Linked DNA regions of Mus musculus: all the other regions are linked to region 1. The links are chromatin contacts, called in public promoter capture Hi-C maps. All regions are on one chromosome and are shown on one strand. The core of a region is the stretch at or near the end of the contact, and the rest is flanking DNA. Distances in the headings are between cores, read along the strand shown.

Region 1 (3,382 bases), core at 662-3,161:
GTGTGTGTGTGTGTTTTACCACAATATAACAAAGAAAAGAGGACATTAGCCAGATCTGGGCATTTTCTATAACTGTAAATCCACATTCTTTCAGAAAGTCTAATGACTTAAAGTCAATTTGTTTGGGCAAAGAAAAAGATTTACTTGAAAACCAATGATGGTGTAGCTCCCCAACAAAGCCCAGCCTCCTTGGGGCTGCAGTCACGAATATGATCTAGGGATTTGCTGGGGGAACATATCACTGGGGTAGTAGTCCGCCTTACCAGTGCACCAGGTACTCTGTGTTAATTAGTACTTATATATTAATGGATGTTTGGGGTTCTGTAAGTTTAAAGAAAGGTAACACAACAGATAATACCATCGTGCATCTTTTGAGTTCCTTTCCTGGAGAATAACTAATTTGTCACTGAATTGTTAGGATATTAAAGGTGAACCCAGAGAGCAGAGAGGATCACACATGGTATCTTTACATGGAGGGCAAGAGAGAGAAAAGCTTTTTTTTTTACAGACATGGGCAGGGAAGATTCTTATTTTAAAAGATCCTGACAGAATGTAAAAGGTCACAGAAGCCCTGAAATTGGCAAGATTGATGTCACTGTTAGCAGAACTAGCTTCACTGATTTAGAAAAAATAGAGGTGCACAATGCTCTGGCCACTCCTTGAACCTGTGTGTCTGCCAATGTTTTGACCATTCCTTGAACCCATGTGTGTGCCCACTGCTGCACCTCACTGCCAGGTGTTTGTGATATTGGTTGCTGGGAGAGTCAGAAAATCTCCCCAGCAACCACAGCCCAGCCAATCCGGAGTTGCTACACCTGCACCAGACTCTTTCCTTGTACCCCTCCCATACCCATTTCTTGAGAATAGACATTGTTTAGATCTGGAAATCCCCTACTCCCCCCTTCTCCTTCCCCCCAGGGCCTATAAAAACTGAGACCCCTTTCCCCTCAGGGTCGACTCCTCTACTCCTGCGTGGGATGTGAGTCGTCCCCAGAGCTCTAGCTTTCCCCGAATAAAGCCTCATGTGGTTTGCATCAAGCTTGGTCTCTCATGAGTTCTTGGGTGTCCGCTATTGTCCTGAGGCCTGAGCGAGGGGCTCCTCTCGGAGTCTTTCAATTTCACACTTAGATAGCTTCAGTCAGAGGAGTCTGCTGGGGCAAAGACAGTAAGAGACTAAATTATGTACAGTCCGGCTGTGTGACTTCTAAAATTAGTAAGTTTTTAAAAGTCCATTAAGAAGAGAAACTAGAGGGGTTTTCTTTCCTTGATAACACTAGGAAATGTGACCCAATACAACCAACAATATACAGGGTTTAATAACTTGAACCATTGGGCCATTTTGTTTCTTAGTTATAAGGATAACATTTTCCCAACTCGTATCAGGGATAAAGCCATATAATGAATAAAGTGGGTAAGCGCAGACTATAATCAAACTATAGCAACATGAAAGCTTTGTACAAAACTTCAATTTGCATAGAGGTGAGGATGTTTCGGAGACGAAAGACTGTGGTGTTGGCCTGGAATTAAGCAACTATGAACTGGGCTCCTTTTCCGGGTTTAAAATAACAAAATATGTTTGACTCCAAGTTGGGAGTTCTTTAGCACGCATGTACCTGGATCCAGTGGCTTGGTCAAGGGAGAACTACAACTCCCAGCAGCACCGGCGAGAGCGCAACTTCCGGGCCTAGAGTTTCTCTTGCCCCCTCCCTTACCACCACCCCACTTCTCTCACAAACAAGCCGACTTTTCGCTTCTAGCGTCGCCGAGTTCGAGATGGCATTGGCCATTGGCGGCGGACTTCCTACCTTGCAAGGAAGGGCTCAGGACTCGGCTAAGAGGAAAGTCGGGTCATAGAAAGCGGGAGGTGGAGGCTGCGGCTCAGGACGCCCAGGGACGTCATGTCCGCTGGGCGGGGCTTCCCGATCCCGCGCAAATCGAAAGGTCCATGGCTGCGCTTGCAGCAGCCGCTCGCCGCCGTTCTGAACCCCAGGTGAGCGAGCGAGCCCCTATGCGGGCGGCCGGGCGGTCACTGGAGCAGCGGGCCGTGTGGAGGAAAGTGGGGTCCCCATGACTCTGATCCACGTGCCTTCTGCCCCTCGGCGCGAAACCCGGATCTCCGGGAAGTGAGCGGGAGCGTGGAGCGCCTGCAGGCGACTGCCTCGGCCTCCGGGTCTCCCGCTTTCCGCAGAGGCGGGCTGACGTGTGTCCTTACCAACACTCGTACCTAGCGATGAATTCCCTTTGTATATGCTCTCTCCTGTGCAGGTTTGAGGAGCCACGGCGCCTGGAATGGACTTGTGTGCTATGCCTGTTCGTTCGGGAGACGGGACTAAGGTGAAGCCGCTGCTGCTGTTACCTCGGGTACCACCGGCGACCTTCTGGTGTTGATGCGCCACATGGCACTCAGTCACTTCTATACTAAAGAGGAAATATTTATTCGAGATTTAGTTGGCCTAGAAGAAAGAAACTTAAGGAAATTTCACGAAATGTAATTATGTCCCTCCCCCACCCCAACCCCCCCCCCCCCCAGCATGCACGAAATCATGTTTTAGAGACGTTGTCTTTTAAACGTAGTGGACTCGTTTTACACAGACCCACCTGCACCCAAATTGGCTGATGTTTAAAATTACGGGTTCATGCCCCCCTTTAGGGATTCATAGTTAATGGGCATGACCTTAAAGGTAAATGAATCTCTCAAGTGTCAGGGCTGCTAGCTAAGGGCATGGCCACTTTCCTGTGGTGTCAACAGGGCACCTCTGGCTTATCCCATAGTCTTTAAGAACATGATCTTAGGTCTGTTGAATCAGGTGCCTGTCCCTGTGACCTCACTGCTGAGAGAGGGGAAGGTAAGAGTGGAAAATCCCAGAGAGCTCAGCCTAAGACCTAACTAGCCTGGTGGACGCAGCTCAAACAAACAAGGTGGACTGCCTTTCACATCCTCCGATTCAAACTCCATCACGCATGCATCATACACAGAAAGAATAGTTGCAGAGGGTAATAGCCTTTGCTCTTGCAACCATGAGGACCTAAGTTAGAATCCTCCCCCCAGCCCCCTCCCCATTAAAACCCCCTGTGCCTGAGCCTGCTGGTAACTGCAGAGATTGGGAGGCAGAGGTGGCAGATCCCAAGACCTCATTGGGCCTAGTTGGTTCCGTAACACCCTGCCTCAAGGTGATAGACAGGTAGCAATAGAGGAAGACACCCAATGCCTTGCTCTGGGCTCTGCATGGATGTACCCACACACTCATTACATGCACACACTCCCTAATACAAATACCTGATCTTAGATGGTAATACTGTATTGGGAAGTGGCAAGCAGCTGCTGGAGTTGGAGTAGGAAGGCGGGGGTGGGGTGGGGGGGGGTGTTAGTTGCTTTGAAGGG
Region 2 (3,382 bases), core at 470-2,969, 2.3 Mb before region 1:
TTTCTTTTTAATCCTCCCTCCCTTGAGACATTGTTGACTGACTGAGCTGACTTGCTTATAATAATAATAGAAAGATCAGAATATCATGGTACATTTAGAAGTTCATCTCTATGGAGGCTCTGCCAGAGCCTGACTAATACAGATTGCAGATGCTCGCAGCCAACCACCAGACTGAACAATGGGACCCCAATGGAGGAGTTAGGGAAGGACTGAAGAAGCTAAAGGGGTTTGCCATCCCATGGGAAGAACAACAATATCAACCAAACAGAACCCCCAGAGCTCTCAGGGACTAAACCACCAACCAAAGAGTATACATGAAGGGAACCATGGCTCCAGCTGCAAATGTAGCAGAGGATGGCCTTATTTGGTATCAGTGGGAGGGGTGGTTCTTGGTCCTGTGAAGGCCCAATGCCCCAGTGTTGGGGAATGGCAGGGCAGGCAGGCAGGAGTGGATGGGTGTGTGAGGGAGTACCCTCATAGAGGCAGAGGAAGAGGGGATGAGATAGTAGGTTTGAAGAGGGGAAACTGGGAAGGTGGATAACATTTGAAATGTAATAAAATAAAATAAAAATAAAAATAAATAAAAAAGAAGTACATCTCTTGATTGTTAAAAATAAGTAAAATCTTTTGCAGTGATTTAGAAAGTTTAGCTACAATAATTAATAAACTTAGCGAGCCTGGTCTAATGTTCACAGAACTTTGAAATCAATTAAGAGCTTCTATCCAAGTCCTCTGCTGTGGTACACGTATTCTTCAAACTGTTCTATAAATGGGCAAGATACATGTGTTCTAATTAACTTTCCATCACTCTATTACACTTCACCATTAGAGAACCAAAAGGAAAACAAAATGGCCAAAAACAACTTTCGTGATGGTAGAAATTACCAATAATGGAAATACCACCTTTAGAAAGGTGTGAAGAAGAGAACAAACAGAATGTGTTTGGGAAATGGTTAAACCATTGTGTGTTTATATATTATGATCCTGAGAAACTTCCTAGTGATAGGATACTAGAAAATTCATTTCATGTCCAGAGGCAGTTTTTATTCACAATAATTTTTCATGTCACTATCTTGGCTTTTTCCCACTCACCCACAGATCCCAGATAACCATGAACTCCCTATCCGAGCTAATTATAGCCTTCACATTATCCACTTATTCAGATTTATACTTAGAAAGTTCATTAAACAATCTAAAATATGCAAAATGTTTTATTCTTAGCTCATTCCTCTGTGGTGGAGGACTAAAGATGTCTGCCATCTTTTTGAGTGACTGACCCTAATCCGGCTGCTGTGGGCTCACTGCTGAGTGCAGCAGGCACCAGATCAGCACTGCCTCCTCCACAAGAACCAGCAAAGGTCTTTTCACTGTCCTTGTTGTTTTTACAGATGTAGCCAATATCTACCATATCTACAGAAAACAGGTAGAACTCACCTTGCTGGATGTTTCTCTAAGGATGTAAAGCTGAGATCTTCTACAGGGCAGGACTAGAGGCTTCTCCACTCCTCTTCCTCCTCTTCTCTTTTGTCCTTCTTCTTCTTAAAGTTTGTTGGGGACTGGGAGGAGTTGGTGTGTGTGTGTGTGTGTGTGTGTGTGTGTGTGTGTGTGTGTGTGTGTGTGAAGAAGATAAACCAATAAATCTCTTGGGAACTGGAAAATGTAATCTACAGAAATTCTCAGGTTAGACTCACTCCATGGACTGAGGCTTGCTGAATGTCTCAGCTGGGTGTTGTTTTGTGGGCAGAAGAGCTAAGAAATAGCAAGTTCTCCTCCCAGCAGAGTGCATCGCTTTCGATTTCCTCAGAGACTGAAACTCGACAGTTTTTTCCTGTATACCTTTTAGTCACCATAAGAAAGTCAGAGACAGTTACACTCCATTGATATGTTTTGCTTTTCTTACAAATCTTACAGGTACAAGAACCAAATATAAAAGCTCTGTATCCAACAAACTCACAAGGGAGTCACCAGGAATGTGCTCTCTTTTAAATAAAGATGAATCCCCAAAAGGCAAAGCTAAGTCACCAGGTCTCTTTCTTTCCTGCTCAGGATGCAGATGGCAGCAGGAGAAATTGGCAATTGCTAGCTGCTCTTGAATGAATTTCAAAAAAGAAAAAATAATCTGAGATGAAATTGCTTTTGGTTTAAACACTTCACTCCTTTGTTAGTTCCCTGGACTTTCCAGAGTACCAATGTTGTTAGAAACATAGGACTCCAACCTCACGTAAGCAGAAAGGATTTTGGCTTTAGCTTTCCTCTTTTCTGTTACTACTACTACTACTACTACTACTACTACTACTACTACTACTACTACTATTGTTAATTTATTTACTTTTAAAGACAGAGTCTCACTGTGTAGTCTTGGCTGGCCAGGAACTCTCTCTGTAGACCAGGCTCAGTTTAGGTTTAAATCTTTTACCCGGCTTTGGAAAGTAGTATTCTTTAACTGGTGATTGCCTTAGTTAAGAACTTTTAAAAACATGCCATCCTTTCATGTTTCCATCATTGGGAATTGCATTACCTTGAAGTATTTCTGAAACAATGTAGATGACTAGAAACTATGGATTTGCTGACTAGGTGCCATTTTCACTAGTTTCTTAGACTACATAAAATACTAATTAATCTCAAAAAGGAGAGAAGGGGAAGGAAAGCCAGAGAAGCTTTTCTTGGGAGAGCTAAGCCACTGGACCTGTGCTGTGTCTCCACCATTGATTCTGATTGCAGTCCTTTATTCATGGTGGATGGAGGTTGGAAAATACCATCTTTATCTTTCTTTTGTTTGGCCAATGTAGTTTTTCCTTTTCCTTTCTTCATCTTTTGAACTGATGTAGTAAAGAAAGGCCAGGGGAAGTTGATCCTACTGTTTCCGCTCAGTTCCTGCTTATGTCTCAGTGGATTTGCCTATCCCTGCTGCAGAAGCCCAACATAGCCACAAGGTAGCCAAAGGTACCAAGCTGGGACAAGCACTGTGGACAGTCTTTGTATGGATCATTCCAAATTACAGCATCAGAGAAAGAAATTATGGTTTAATTTGTGATGTGGCAAAGTGGTGATGTTACACTTTGACTTCTTATCTCTATTGCTGTTATTTGGTAGTCGATGCAGGGTCTGACTATGGAGCCCAGGCCAGTCTCAAAATTCAGCTCTCCACTATGCCTAATTTTATCATGTTTTCTTTATTACCAATTGACTTTATAAAAGGGACTTGCTCATATCTCTGAGATACAGTTTTACTTATAATTAGATATTGTCGCACATTTACCATCAGGATGAATATTAATAATGGAATCAAATAATAATTAAACATGAGTATTAACTTATTTAATGTTTTAATGAACTTTTCTCTAAATTAATTTTTACTTTTCACCATTTTATATAAAATTAC
Region 3 (3,382 bases), core at 527-3,026, 2.3 Mb after region 1:
CTGCTCCTCCAAGGTGCTTGCTTTAAGTTCCTGCCCTGTCCTGACTTCCTTCTGTGATAGACTGTGACCCCTAAACCTGTTCTGCCCTAAGCTGCTTTCTGTCAGAGCAGGTGTTATCACAGCAACAGAAAGACTGCCCAACAAGTCTCTAGGCTTTAAGTTCTACTGAAATGTTTATTTTAGTCAGATTAATGGTTGTGACTCCATTTCATTTATGCAAATGCCTACTCAACATCTCATGAGACTCTAAAAGGCACTGAAAATATAACATGACCTAACAGTAATTTCATTTCCCTTTCTAACCTGCTTCTCCCTCAAATGTTTGATATATTATGAATAACATACTATCTACCCAAATTTGTCAAACATCCAGGACCTATTTTTGAGACTACCCCTAACTCCCCCAACAAATTTAATGTCCACACTTTTTAATATAAGGCTGGTCACTAGACTCCCAAGATGAGGAAGAAACCAAGCCACAAATCCAAAGTGCCTTTTAAATCTCTTGCATTATATCTGTTAATAACCCATTGACCAAATCAAGCCAAAGCTTGCTAAAGACAGTAGAGAGAGGCATCAAAGGTCATATATAATTTGAGAAGCCACTTTTACAATTTACCACGTTAATGGTCATGTTTCTATTTCCCTTGCCTCATTAAAATTTCACACAGAAACTCAAGCAATTTTTAATTTTTTAAAGTTATTTATTTATCTGAGTACATCATATCTGTCTTCAGACATATCAGAGGAGGGCATCTGATCCCAAATATAGATGGTTGTAAGCCACCATGTGTTTGCTGGAAATTGAACTCAGGACCTCTGGAAGAGCAGCCAGTACTCTTAAGCATTGAGCTTTCTCTCTAGCTCTCAAGCAATCTTTTAAGAGACTTATGTACATATTCATGTCGTTCCTTGGCTCAAACCCTACCAACTCTTCATTTAAAATCCAACCTCAGAGTTTGGAGAGATGGCTTGCCCACTAAAAGTACTTGTTGCTCTGCAGAGGATCTCAGTTTGGTTCCCAACACTCAGGTCAAGCAACTTACAGCAGCCTATAACTTCGGTTGCAGAGCATCCCTGCCCTCTGTCCTCTTTGGTCACCTGCACCCCTTGCTGTCTTTGTCTCTGTCTTCTGTCTTTCTCAGTCTCTTTCACTCTTTCACACACAGAGACACACAAACACACACACAATTGATAAATCTAAAATGTAAAATAGATATTCAATCTCAGCTAACTGAAAACTCAGGATGTCTTCTGACCAGTTAACTGCCTGTCCACAGATCACCTCTTTGCTCATTATATTCTAGCCACAGAGAACTTTTATTTTGTTCCTTAAGTACAAAAAACATGTCTTATGTCTATGTACTTTTGTCTCCTCTAATTGGAATTCTTGGCTCTCTTATATTTGACTAGCTTTCTGTCATTCACGAAATGTGAATTCCGTTTTGAGGGTTAAAGGAGACTTTCTTACATCCTACTTTTACAAGGGTAACCTTCCTCCCTTTATTGCCTCACTTCTATATTTTCAAAAATTAAAAAAAAAGCAGAAGGGCTTTGGAAAACTTAGTCATCACTTCTTCACATTGCGTTGGATTCACATCTCACGCTACAAACACCAGAAACAGCACTGAAAACTAAAAGGCAAATGGAGTCTCTGCTCGCCAAGGACGAACAGCGAAGGTTCCCCTGACAAACTCTTCGCAGGACTTTCTGGGAACTGTAGTCTCCCAGGGAGACGTGAGTGCCTACAATATCCTGGTGAATGCTGGGATATGTAGTCAGACTGCTTACACGCCCAATAGGAATCGCGGGTTCTCCCTCTGCTTTCTGGGAACGGTAGTCTTTCTGCGACCTCGAGCCACCAGGGTGAAGAGGCATCCGGCCTGTCGCCATTTTAGGTCTCCAGCTGCAGAGCCTGAGAGCCTCAACGCGCAGGCGGGCTCATCCCTGGATCCTGGCCGGCCCCGCCTCCAGGGTGCCTAAAGCCCGCCCCTCGCCCAGGCCCCGCCTTCCCCCACGTGTCTGCGGCCGAGGGGAGGCGCCTGAGCTGGAGCTGCCTCTCCACCTGTCTGGCCGGGTCCTCGTACAGGTTTCTGACAGCGTCTCCCGGGAGCGGTCCCGGCTGCCGGATGCTTCCGCCCCGGCTGCGGTGGGCCGGGCTGGACGCTTAGTGCCCGGCTCGAGCCCTGCCTGAGGCGCCCGCGGGGGTGGCAGCGGCCTCCGCCCCGCGGAGACCGAGCGGCTGGAGGACGAGGCGGCGGCCGTGGGGAGAAGGATGGGGGCTAACCAGTTAGTGGTGCTCAACGTCTACGACATGGTGAGTGCGTCCCCTGGCGGCCCGCGCTGGCCGGCCCTGTCAGGGGTCGGGACCCCGGCCCGGTGCTTCCTGCCTCGCGCCTCCGCCTCCAGCTTAGTTCTCAGGGGTGGGGGGAGGGGACAGTCGCGCTGTCTTCTAATCCCGAGACTGGCCCGCGCGCCTCCTGGAGGTGTCCCAGTCAGTCCGAAAGAGGGCTTGGGCTCGAGCCTCGTCCCAGCCCTCAGCTCCCCTGGCTGTGGGCCCGACCCCTGGGCGGATGAGCCGTGTCCTATCCGCGAAGCTTCGGTCGCAGGGCGACCTCCCTCCCAACTGCCACCTGGCCTCTAAGCTGCTCAGCTCCCCTCTGCCCTGCTCCTGCTGGCCCTTGTCTGTCTCCAAATGCTCGAGGCTTCCGACAACTCTCAAGCCCTTCAAGTCTAGAAAGTCACAGCTTCGATGCGGATGCTAGCGTCTCCCCAGAGGTGAACCGGAGCCAATACACCCTCACCTCCAAGGCATCCTCATAAAAATGAAAGAAGCGAAAATTTATGTAGAAAATAGCGCCATTGAATTATTTAGCGATCACAGAGGTGATCCTAGAATCCGAAGGCCACTTTCCAGGTGATGCAACAGGTGGATGACGTGACCGCTAGAGAGGGAAAGACAGCCTTGTTTATTATGTCATCTAACTTTGAAGAACTGAAAACATTCAGGCTAGGGTTCAAAGGCTGGATCCCCTCAGGTTCCAAGTGCAATAATACCCCTAGAAGAAGCACCTGGTAGAGAATGATCGCCGCAGGGAGGCTACGTTTGGGTGTGTTCACTCTCCTTTGGTTACTTAATTTTTGTTTTGTAAAGGATAGCCTTCCCCTGAAAAGCCTGAAATTTCTTGGCTATGCATTGACACATGAAATTTCTCCAGCATTATTTCTGTTGGCTTAAAAGTACTTAGAAGAAATTCAACAGTAAGAAGTCTTGGCTCTTAATTACAGCTCTAAGCTCTTTCTTCTTTGTATTGTTTATAAATTTTTAAATGAACAGGGAGCTATTGATAGAAAAGGATTCCTCATGCTATATCTAGAAGTT

The links. Promoter capture Hi-C pulls out the DNA fragments that hold promoters and counts their contacts. Capture Hi-C pulls out chosen DNA fragments and counts their contacts.
Region 2: a contact with region 1 is called in a promoter capture Hi-C map of hippocampal neurons, with 10 times the contacts expected there. The contact joins the promoter of Ifi214 here to the promoter of Exo1 in region 1. A contact is called at or near these places in 3 of 39 promoter capture datasets (hippocampal neurons, liver and pre-B cells).
Region 3: a promoter capture Hi-C map of liver shows a contact between it and region 1, with 2.1 times the contacts expected there. The contact joins the promoter of Desi2 here to the promoter of Exo1 in region 1. A contact is called at or near these places in 1 of 39 promoter capture datasets (pre-B cells) and 1 of 9 other capture datasets (liver).

The regions. Positions count from the first base shown.
Region 1 is chr1:175,878,867-175,882,248 of GRCm38.p6, forward strand. Exo1 (exonuclease 1) reads left to right here and starts at 1,912. Exons shown (of 15, transcript NM_012012.4): 1 at 1,912-1,990; 2 at 2,266-2,334. It overlaps Gm36360 (a long non-coding RNA gene), which reads right to left and starts at 1,889. Exons shown (of 3, transcript XR_373723.2): 1 at 1,806-1,889.
Region 2 is chr1:173,534,238-173,537,619 of GRCm38.p6, forward strand. Ifi214 (interferon activated gene 214) reads right to left here and starts at 1,720. Exons shown (of 5, transcript NM_001024721.2): 1 at 1,435-1,720.
Region 3 is chr1:178,185,641-178,189,022 of GRCm38.p6, forward strand. It overlaps Desi2 (desumoylating isopeptidase 2), which reads left to right and starts at 1,777. Exons shown (of 5, transcript NM_024282.3): 1 at 1,777-2,317. The coding sequence starts at 2,276.